Linked DNA regions of Mus musculus: regions 2 and 3 are each linked to region 1. A link is a contact called in public HiChIP or PLAC-seq data. All regions are on one chromosome and are shown on one strand. Each heading gives the region's core, a stretch centred on a gene start, on an enhancer-like site or on the middle of the called end of the contact. The rest is flanking DNA. Distances are from core to core; before and after follow the strand shown. Region 1 overlaps Gm31724 (a long non-coding RNA gene). Region 2 holds the start of Sdk2 (sidekick cell adhesion molecule 2). Region 3 overlaps Sdk2 (sidekick cell adhesion molecule 2).

Region 1 (3,346 bases), core at 607-3,106:
CACAGCTACATCAAAAGTATTGAAAAAGCTATAGGACTGGACAGATGACTCAGCGGTTAAGAGCACTGCCTGCTCTTCCAAAGGTCCTGAGTTCAAATCCCAGCAAACACATGGTGGCTCACAACCATCTGTGACAAGACTTGATTCCTTCTCCTGGTGTCTGAAGACAGCTACAGTGTACTTATATATAATAAATAAAATAAATCTTTTTTTAAAAAATAAAAGCTATATTGTATGAAGTGTACCCATTAGAAAGAGCAGGTGCCTATATAGACATGAGGGGAGTAAATTAAAAGATGGAAAGTATTACCTGACATAAGAAGGAACATTCTTTGAGGATAGATTGATCTATATATCAAGGAAATGCAGTAACCTCAAAATGCATGCACCCCATAACAGGCTGTCAAAAGATATTAAGAAGAAAATGCACTGACACGCATAAAGAAATAGACCCATAATCATAGCGAGAGGCTGCAAAGCCTCTCTCTGAATAATTGATAAAAGATCTTTTTTAAAATGAACACATATAAAGGAGTTCTGAATAACCCTGTCAATCAATCTGACCTAATTGATGTTTGTGGTGTTCCATCCAGCGACTTTGGAACACATATTCCTCCCAAGCCCTCGTGAATTCACCACCAAAATAGATTATCTTCTACAGCACGGGTTTTGATAGATTTCAGTCATTGGACTATTGCAGTGTGCTTTCTGATGAATTAGAAATATCTACGTTGGCATCTAGATATCTCCCAAATATTTATAAATTAACAGAACGCTTCTCACTCAGAGGGGAACGGAAAACATGAGTTAAATGATGATGAAAATGTATCAAAATCTGTGGAACATACTCTCTTTCTGAGAATTAACTGTTGTAAGAATCGCCTGGGGGTGGAGGAATGTAGAGGTGGCTTTGTGGATAAGAGCACTTGCTGTGTAAAGATGAGGATCTGAGTTCAACCCTCCAGAACCCTTGTAAAAGCCACACATGGCTCCAGAGACAGGTGGGCTTCAGGAACTCGCTAGCCAGATAGGCCAGTAGAAATGGTGAACTTTCAGTTCAGTGAGAGACACTGTCTCAAGGGAGTAAGGCAGAGAGCAATAGAAGATACCCAGCATCCTCCTCTGGCTTCCATATGCCTACACACACAGAGAGACAGAGAGACAGACAGAGAGACAGAGGCATACACACATACATATACACAAAGAGACAGAGAGATAGATAGATAGACAGGCAGAGACAGACACATACACAGAGAGAGGCAGAGACAGAGATAGACAGAGACAGACACACACACGCAGAGACATACATATTCGTAGGCAGAGAAACGGAGACAGAGAGACAGATAGATAGACATATATACAAAGAGAGAGAGAGAGAGAAACACACACACACAGAAAGAGAAATGAGACAGACAGACAGACAGACAGACAGACAGATAGAATTATCCAGTGTTATACAACATTTATAGCCAGGCATGATGACATACACGTTTAACACTCAGGCAGGTGGATCTCTTTGCGTTTAAAGCCAGGTCTACATAGAAAGTCCCAGACCCATCTAGAGCTATGTTGTAAGACCCTGTCTCAAAATAAAGCAAATAGATAGATGGGTGGATAGACTGACAGACAGAGATATTTCTCTCTGCCCCAATTCCCTGGCGCAGAGTCCCTAGAACTCTTGTAGATGAGGGAATCTGGGGACTTTTGTGTTCTAACATCTGTGCTGGCTGTGGCCTCTAACACACTTGTCATTTTGTGAGTGGTAGGAAAGCCAGCTGGGTCCAGCTCCCAAATCCCTTGGAAATTCCCAGTGACAGGCAGACCCTTTTGTTCTAATGAGAAGACTTTTGTTGGGCTCCTGGGTAGCCTCAAGAAGGGGTTGCCAGGGAACCAACCATGCATGCATCAGAAGACTGTAGCTTCAAGTCCTCCTTCTGGGGAGGAAAGATAGGGGGAAAGTTTAGCAAACCAGCGGTGGCTAATGTTGGACACAGCCATGCCTGTGTAATGAAAATCCAGAAGGACTCGGTCCAGTGAGATTCCAGACTGCTGAACACAGATGCCTGGAGGGTGGGAAGCCCAGAGACAGCATGGATCCTCCTCACAGCTCCTCCCACATGCTTGCCCCTCTGCATCTCTTCCATATGGCTATTCATTTGCCTCCCTTGTCAAACACGAGCAAACAAAGTGATGTACTTTCCAAGGTTCTGTGGGACACTCTAGCAAATCAGTCAGACCTAAAGGCAGGGACCGGAAGATCTCTGGTCTCAAGTTCTTCCGTGAGGAGTGCAGGTCACAACCTGTCTTCAACTGAAGCTGAGGATTGCCGACCTGCTGGATCGGTTGTTACCGACGGATAGCATCAGACGGAGTTGGATTAGAGGATTCTCATCTAATGTCTACCGGAGACGAGCTTGGCATTAGGAGAGAGAAATGCCTTCATGTCTTGGCAGCTAGCGGCATCAGGTTCTGTTAGTGTAAAGTGTATTTGTTTTTGCCTTGCTGCTCTGCTGTAATCACCTAGGAAATACGACAAAACATAGGGGAAACTGTTCTCAGACACTGGGCAACAGAGAGGGTATAACAGTGATCCCTGCTATAAAGAAACAAACAAACTAGGCGCCCCCTGCTCACTGCCAAGACTGTCTGCAAACCTCAGCAGAGGAAATCAGGCAATCTAACAGAGCAAAGGATATGTCTGAGACAAGAAAAGACACGTTGGACTCTGCAGAGTCTGTGCGGCTGAAACTGGGGACACAAACACTGGGCAGAAAAGAACTGGGAGGAGAGGGACGACCAAGCAGAGGCCCGTGAGAAGTTCACCCTCAGTCTTTGGTCAAATATTGATATTTATGGAGGGAGAGATAAAGAACTATAACTTGGGCCAGGGAAATGGCTCAGCAGGAAAACACAGATGCAGTTGAGCCTGCTGGTAGGAGTTCTGTCTCCAGGTATCACATGGTGGGGTGACAGAACACACTCCAGCAAGTGCTCTGGCAAGTGGTCCTCTCACCACCATATGCAAGCCATGATACGGATACACACAGACACACACAAATATTTTTTTTATATTTAAGGAATGACACATAATATATAGATACGTAATTTTTAAAAGCTACTACTAAAAAATAGTTGAGGGGCTGTGGAGACGGCTCAATCAGTAAAGTGACCAGCATGCAAGCGTGAGAACATGAGTTCAATCCCCAGCATTCATGTAAAAGCCAGGACTAGCGGAACGCACCTGTACCCTGGGCGCTGGGGAATGGGGTGAGAGGCAGAGATGAACAGATCGCTGAGGCTCGTGGGCCACCCACCCTGACCAATCAGTAAAGCATAGTTTCAGCAA
Region 2 (3,451 bases), core at 846-3,345, 530 kb before region 1:
CACCACCATCTGGATCCTCGAACCCCAAACGCAAGAAAGCTCGGGTGCAGCCGCCGCCGTAGCCTACCATGACCCTCCAGGGGACCCCAGAGACGCGCGGGCATCCGCTGCAGGAGGCGGGGAGGGACAACCCCATCGCACCTCCTTTCAACACACCCACTGAACACCCACTAGCCCTTCCTCACCAGGCTGTCTGCTCTGGGCCGCTACAGATCAAAGCAGCAGTGGCCAGGCATCCAGCTAGTCCTGGAAGCTGGAGGCTGGGGCTGCCCGTTGGGTGTGTCGGGGTGGGGTGGGGGTTGGGTCTGCCGCTGTCCTCGCCGCTGGGCTCCGGGACCATGCCGCCAAACCGCCCCAGCTCTCGCGGCCACGGCCGGCCAGGCAGCCAGGCGCGGGCTCCCATACATGGCTAACCAGAGTATCTGCTCTTGAGGGGAAATCAAGCGGGCACCCTGAGCCACCACTACGGCTTCTTCCCAGCTTCTGCCCGCCCCATCTTCTCGCCCTGGGACCACACAGTGCCTGCCTGCCATGGTTTGCCCTTCCTTTCGGACGTCAAGCAGGACCAGGAGCTTAGGGAGTTCAATGGAGCCAAGACACAGAATGACGCGCCCCTCCTACCCCGACCAGAGAGTATCCACAAAGGTCCACCTCCCCGTAACCTCACCTTTCCGGTCCAGAAAGGTCAGAAGTATCAGACACTGCCCCACCCCAAACAGAGCTCCAAAAGTCGAAGAAGCGGGGAGCATTGAGACGTACAAGAGATGGTCCAGCTTGGGCCAAACGCGGTGTCTTAGGGGGGTTACCTCTCTTCTGCCCACCCAAACCCCTTCTCCAGTTCCACGTGGAGAAAGTCACCCATACCGTACCTTGGGCCCCGGCCGAGTGGATCCGATGCAGGGCCAGTAGAGTCCAGAGCGGCAGCCTCCACATGCTGCTGAACATGCTGACCGAGGGGTCCTCTAAAGTGCCCCCTCTTTGCGAGTTGCTTTATAATCCTTTGGAGTCCCGGGAGACTGTGTGGTCAAGTCCTGGACGCTATGCCCGTAGGGGCCGCACCGGCGACCCCAAATGCTTTCCCCTCTTTCTGCGCTGGCTATTCCGTAAAGCGAGGGGGAGAGCAGAAAGAGGCCAAGCCTCCTCTCAAATTCGGGGTGCCTGTATCCCTTAGCACCCCGACTCAGACTACGTCTCATAGGCAGGGCGACCCCTGCGATCCGGCCTGGTCGCTGGATGAGCTCCCGAATCAGAGGACAACTTCAGGAAACTTCCTCCTGGTGGCCACGTTGCCCGCCTCCCGCCCCTCCCCGCCCCCTGGTTGGGTTCTCCCGGGCCGACGTAGTCACCGCGGTTCCAGGCGCCGGGCCCCTGGGACTTGATGTAAGCGGAGCACAGTAGCAGGCGCGGGCGCCGGGTGTCTTTTAGAAGGGGCGCAGGGCTCGGGGGGCGCGGTTAGCATAACGGTCCGAATCTCCCCGGAGCCGAAGTTTTCTTCTCTTCTAACTTTGCAGAAGGCATCTAAGCGGGGCCGAGCCACCCTTCTCAGCTCCACGGTCCTCGTGCCCAATTCAGTGATTTCGGGGGTACCTCCCCTGGGGCTTCGGTGCGGGGCTCGCCCTAGGCTCTGAGCACCTCCGGCTAGCAAACTTTGCGGGTCCCACGGCCCGGCGCGCAGCCCCGTGCGCCCATGTCTGCGCCAGCTGCGGGCAGGGATGGATGCCCGGTTCGGGTACCCGGCTGGGCGGCCCAGGTTCCAGCCAGCGCCTGGGCACCGCGCCTCTTGCGGGCGATCCTGAGGAGGAGACCGGCGGGTCCTGCTCTCCGCCGCACCCGGGATGGAGCTCGGCGCGAGCCGCACCGGGAAAGCCCTGCCGGCAGCTTTGGGATCCGGGGTTTCGGCGCCGCCTCGGCCCCCCGGCGTTTTCGCCCGGCGCGGGGACCCGAGTCTCCACGGCTGCTCCCGCGCCTCGGCCGCGCCTGCTGCTCGCCCACCTCGGCAGCAGCTGCCTCGCAGAGCCTGGAGCTCTGGGCTGCCCGGGCTCAGCGTCCTCAGAGCTGCTCTGCTGCCGAGCCTGAGAGTCTGCCTGCGCCGAGCTGGAGCTGCGGGGGCAGCGGGAGCCGGAGACGAGCGCGGCGGAGGCGGAGACGCGGAGAGGGGGGCCGAGCGCTACCCCGTGGCCGCGACTGGAGCGCAGCCTGCGCGCAGGGAGGGGGCGGCGGCGGCCCCGAGCCAGGCCCGGGAGCGAGCCCCGCAGAAACCCAATCCGTGTGCGCGGCCGCGGACGCCTGGCGTCTCCGGGACCCACCGGAGGGCAGTAGCGCGGGCTGCAAGCGAGCCGCTCTCTCTGGCCCGGTCTTCTAGCTTCAGCCCACCCTCACTCCTCCCTAGAAGGCCTTATCCCAGTCTCCCATAGGATGAAGCCCCCAGTACCCCTCTGGATTCGACCAGGCAGAACAGTTTGGGAAGGGTGTGTGTGTGTGTTGGGGGGGGGGGGGGTGTCAACCGGTTGATTCCAGTTTTTCCTTCCCAGGTCAGACTCTTTAAAAGTCTGGAAACGCTCAGGGCGGAGAGCAAGATAAAGGGGAAGCCTGGGACTTGCAGAAGGCTGAGAAAGTGAAGTTGGTGCCAAACTCGTGCGTTCTTTGTTTCTTCTTCTTCTTCTGAGCTCCCCCTTTAAAGGCACATTAGCAGCAGAGACACAAAGGAGAGAGCCAGAGGGGTCCTCCCTCGTGGCCCAGGGAAGGGAGCAGAATGTACCTTCTAGTGTGGGAAGGCCAGGAGCTGGAAGACCCCTTTAACAGTTGTACTTACAGGCAACAGACGCCTCTACCTCCGTGGGCTCTTTTCTCTATTAAAAATATTAAAAGTAATATTTTGCGGCTGTGTTGGCGTAAAAACAAATATATTACTACATATTAAAACATTTTCTTTCATTTAAAAGTTCATTTAATTTTTCCCCTGATTTTAAAAGAAATTAAAACAGTTCCGTGGGTTTCCTAAAAGACGGTGTAGTCCCTGGCACTGAGCCTGCTGGGAAAAAAAATCAGTCTTGCAAGGTTGGTATTTCGGCTGGAAAAGGAAGGGTTGAGGCCCGTCACCTTTGCCAGCTTTTCTCTTCATGCCTCCAGGGCCCAGGTCTTCGGAGACACACCCCTGTGGTCTTCCAGTTCTGGTCATTGCCCTTCAGGCATCTCACTGACTTCGAGAGCTCTGCCTCATCTTCTCCAGTCCCCAAGCCTCTTCTCATCGCTATGGACGCAGGCACTGAACACCTCTCATCGCTCTACTGTTCTCTCCTCACCTGCCTTGGAAGAACAGCTTTGAGCATTTAGTGGAAATAGACGAAAAACCTAGCCTGCCTGTCTTCAGCTTTACATTCGTCCACTTCAAACCCTGCTTTTGTCTTTCTCCCTGGCAGTCTGAACCTAGTCCGGGCCTAGGGCTTGTTAT
Region 3 (3,163 bases), core at 94-2,593, 610 kb before region 1:
ATGAGGGAGGCTGTGAGATCAGAACCTCTCACATCCTCAGCTGATTGTCTAAGCCAGGGTGGGTATCTGACCAGAGTCCAGGGAGGAAAACAGGATCTAACTGTTGTATTAAGACTGAAGTTTACTCCAGGGAACCATCTATGGGTGATGGGAGGGCTGCTAAGCCAAATGGGGGTAACATAGTAACCAAGAGGTTGACAATTTAGAAAACCTGAATCTCTTCAAGGTGCTGGGGTCTGGGAGGAAGCAGGGTGAGTCTACAGCCCACCAAGAGATGATGTCATGAGCCAGACATAGCCATCAGGAGTGCCAGTATAGACATAAAAGATGGGGGAAAACCCAGCATCTGTTTTCCTCCGCTTCCCATATCTGGCCAGGGCCTCCTGTTACTAAACCCAGCTTGCAGCCAGGTAACTTCAGAGCCCGAGGAACTGAGAAGAGAGTTCCTTGCAATTCAGGCTGACTGTAGCAAAGCTGAGGAAAATGGATCCAAGAAAGAATAGCCTAGGTGGGTACAGGGGAGCAAGATGACATGCCCGGCTCTGGCTCACGCTGCCTTCCTTACTGCCTGGTACCCAGGCCTCATCCGACATCGCTGGACAACGACATCTGGCTCCTAATCAGCTCCTGGTGTCTTAGAGATAAATGTCAGGATGCTCCCAGCCCAGTTCCATCCATCAAGCTCCCAGTGGCACCTCGCACGGCCAGAGACCTTGCCCACCAGAAGCTCAATCTCCCAGACAAAGAACAGAGCCAGAAAAAATAGAACACATCAAGGGCAGTCATAGTGGGGCTAAGTCAGCCTAGGAGTCTTGAGGCTCCTGCCAAAGCCTAGCGGTGAGGCTTTGGGCCAGGAGGGAGGGGTGGGGAAGGGGGCTCGCCTGCTATTTGTGTGTAGAGAGTGCAGTAGGGACTGGAAAAGAAGCCTAGATCTTTTCTAGGGCATTTTCCTGCCCATTTTCCTCTTTGGTCCATGCTATACCAAGCAGGCTGCAATGCAGCCCTCCTTCCCTTCCTTCCCCCAACTTAATTGAAAAAGGCTAGGCTGCCAGTTAAGGATAAAGTGGTAGAAAGGGCAGGGGCATGCCTGCTCCTCAATAGGATTACAAACACCAAGGTGACATACCCTTCTACGATGGCCCCGCCCCTAAGGAAGGAGGAGCCTTAGCAGGCTGATCCCACCCACTTCACCAGGCTGCCTTCCGAACCTAGATTCCAAGAGGCAGTGAGACCCAGGCATCCTGGGCACCTTACTCCAGGCTTCCCCTCAGCATGAAGATTCCGTTAAACTGAGAAGAGGCAGGGAAGAGAGTGGAGGGGGCGGGAGCTGCATTAAGAGAGCTGTGATTGGATGCCAGGCTGATAGATGGGTGAGGAGACCAACCAAAACTGTTGGACATCTGGAATGACAGGCAAGCTCCAGTCAGAAGCAGATGTCGCTGTAGTCCCCCTGCTAGCCTCTCCCCCCGGCCAGCTTTATCCCCCCCCCCCTTTCTGGGGGCACAGTTCTAAATCTCTTTGACATAAAATATCGTTGGAGATCCGAAGCACAGAGAGATTAAAAAACAATAAAGAGAAAGCAAAACTCTTGACTATAATTACCAGCCTCTAGCCAGCAGCAGCAAAAACGCACTAAAATTTTAATAGGAACCACTGCATTTAATTTAACGACACATTTTTTCAATTACCAGAATAATTGTTTTATTCATAAAATGAGTTTCAATAAAGAGGGTAATTTTCCTTTGTTTTTATTATTCATTTGTGCAACATATTTGAGATAGAATTCCCGCATGTTAAGGCAGCTTGGTGAGGACTGGTGACATCTGTGTCATAAGCAGCGGCAGGGTTGGGGTGATGGAGGTGGACATCCTCAAGCTTTGGGGAATGGGGGCTGGCGGGAGTCACAGCTGGAGGGTGTGTCTGCACCTGGCCACTGAGAGTCGTGGAGTGAACCCAGACTCACTTTGTCTCTCCTGGTGATCCTCTGACTCCCTTTGCTGTGTTCATGGATGTGACACAGGAGCCTAGCAATGCAGGGTCATCTGCACCGCCGGAGCAATCCAGGAGCTCCCAACCTCTCAGACTGGCATCCTATGGATCTGAGCCAAAACCAGAGCTAAGCATCATTTGGGAGGAGGGAAGAAAGCCGGGCAGAGACACCGTGCAATAGATCCAGCCTGTTGCTGGAGGAATAAGGGTTCATGGCACATAGGTCCCTTGGTCCTCAGTCTTTAGCCTCTCTATATTAAGTCAGATCATTACAAGGAGCCACATGCACTGGGTGTCCATTGCCTGCTACCTGGACTCACTTCTTAGCATCCACACCGCCATGCCCATGTTTACATTTCTTATCTCCTTCTTTCTATGTACTGGGCATCCAAACTAGAGCTTTGCACACACTAGGCAAGTGCCCTGCCATTCATTGGGCCACACCTATGTCAGTGACAGGAAGAAACAGACACACGTCTTAAGTGGTCTGTGCCAGATCACAATAGTAGGCTGTGGGGGGAGCAAGATTTGAACTTGGCCCAGCTGATTGCAGAGCCTGCAGCTGATGTTAACGTGGTGCCAGCCGCCGTGGCGTGGTGGTGTGGGCTGTGTCTCTGGCAGAGCTTCTTTGGAACTGACCCCCCCCCCCTGCCCCCGGCATGTCTAGCTCTGGTTTCATTTACTCTGCACTTTAATTCTTTGCCTGGCAAGCCTCTCCGTTTCGAGTGCTTCATCCCAGTCTCCTGGCTGGCACTCAGAGATAGGGACAGTCACTGGCAGAGGAGCTGTTGAGGAGGAGCACTATCTGGGCTGAGTCTGTGCTACACTGCGTCCCTATCCTTTGGGTCCAGGGAAGGTGTCACAGCTTCACAGTGCTTCTCTGAATGGATAGACTGCAGGATGGGGGAGAAGCGAGCTCATGGCTCTCTCCTCTAGGCACGGAAGCAGTGTTGAACTTGAGACACCCAATCTCCAGGACTGGTGTGTGCTCTTTCTAGATCTCATCAGAGATCTAGAGCTAGAGGAGAGGAACTGGTCACAGCAGCCAGTGCTCGGAGTTTGCGGCGCCACCCACAGGGAGGCTGATACTGGCTCACCATTTCCAATGTCAAGGCCTTATCCCTGAATATCATCTATTTAATACCAGGGTTTCCTATAGTGACTTTGGAACTCA

What was found. HiChIP or PLAC-seq counts read pairs in DNA pulled down with a chosen protein or histone mark.
Region 2: an H3K4me3 HiChIP or PLAC-seq map of forebrain shows a contact between it and region 1, with 7 times the contacts expected there. The contact joins the promoter of Sdk2 here to the enhancer-like site in region 1. A contact is called at or near these places in 6 of 115 datasets of contacts at active chromatin or transcription factors (embryonic basal ganglia, embryonic forebrain, embryonic midbrain and 3 more) and 1 of 9 other capture datasets (embryonic stem cells).
Region 3: an H3K4me3 HiChIP or PLAC-seq map of embryonic basal ganglia shows a contact between it and region 1, with 5 times the contacts expected there. The contact joins two enhancer-like sites. A contact is called at or near these places in 1 of 115 datasets of contacts at active chromatin or transcription factors (embryonic basal ganglia) and 1 of 9 other capture datasets (embryonic stem cells).

Annotation. Positions count from the first base shown.
Region 1 is chr11:114,595,500-114,598,845 of GRCm38.p6, forward strand. The region is part of intron 1 of Gm31724 (a long non-coding RNA gene); the gene reads right to left. Among named protein-coding and RNA genes, the nearest start is that of Gm31724, 15 kb to the right of the region's middle. Within about 2 kb of position 1,857, at least 28 of the 459 cell types and tissues checked have an H3K27ac peak or open chromatin away from gene starts, as enhancers often do. A contact at or near this core is called in embryonic basal ganglia, where this site is marked.
Region 2 is chr11:114,064,934-114,068,384 of GRCm38.p6, forward strand. It overlaps Sdk2 (sidekick cell adhesion molecule 2), which reads right to left and starts at 2,096. Exons shown (of 45, transcript NM_172800.3): 1 at 870-2,096. The coding sequence starts at 945.
Region 3 is chr11:113,989,413-113,992,575 of GRCm38.p6, forward strand. The region is part of intron 1 of Sdk2 (sidekick cell adhesion molecule 2); the gene reads right to left. Among named protein-coding and RNA genes, the nearest start is that of Gm51929, 50 kb to the right of the region's middle. Within about 2 kb of position 1,344, at least 88 of the 459 cell types and tissues checked have an H3K27ac peak or open chromatin away from gene starts, as enhancers often do. A contact at or near this core is called in embryonic basal ganglia, where this site is marked.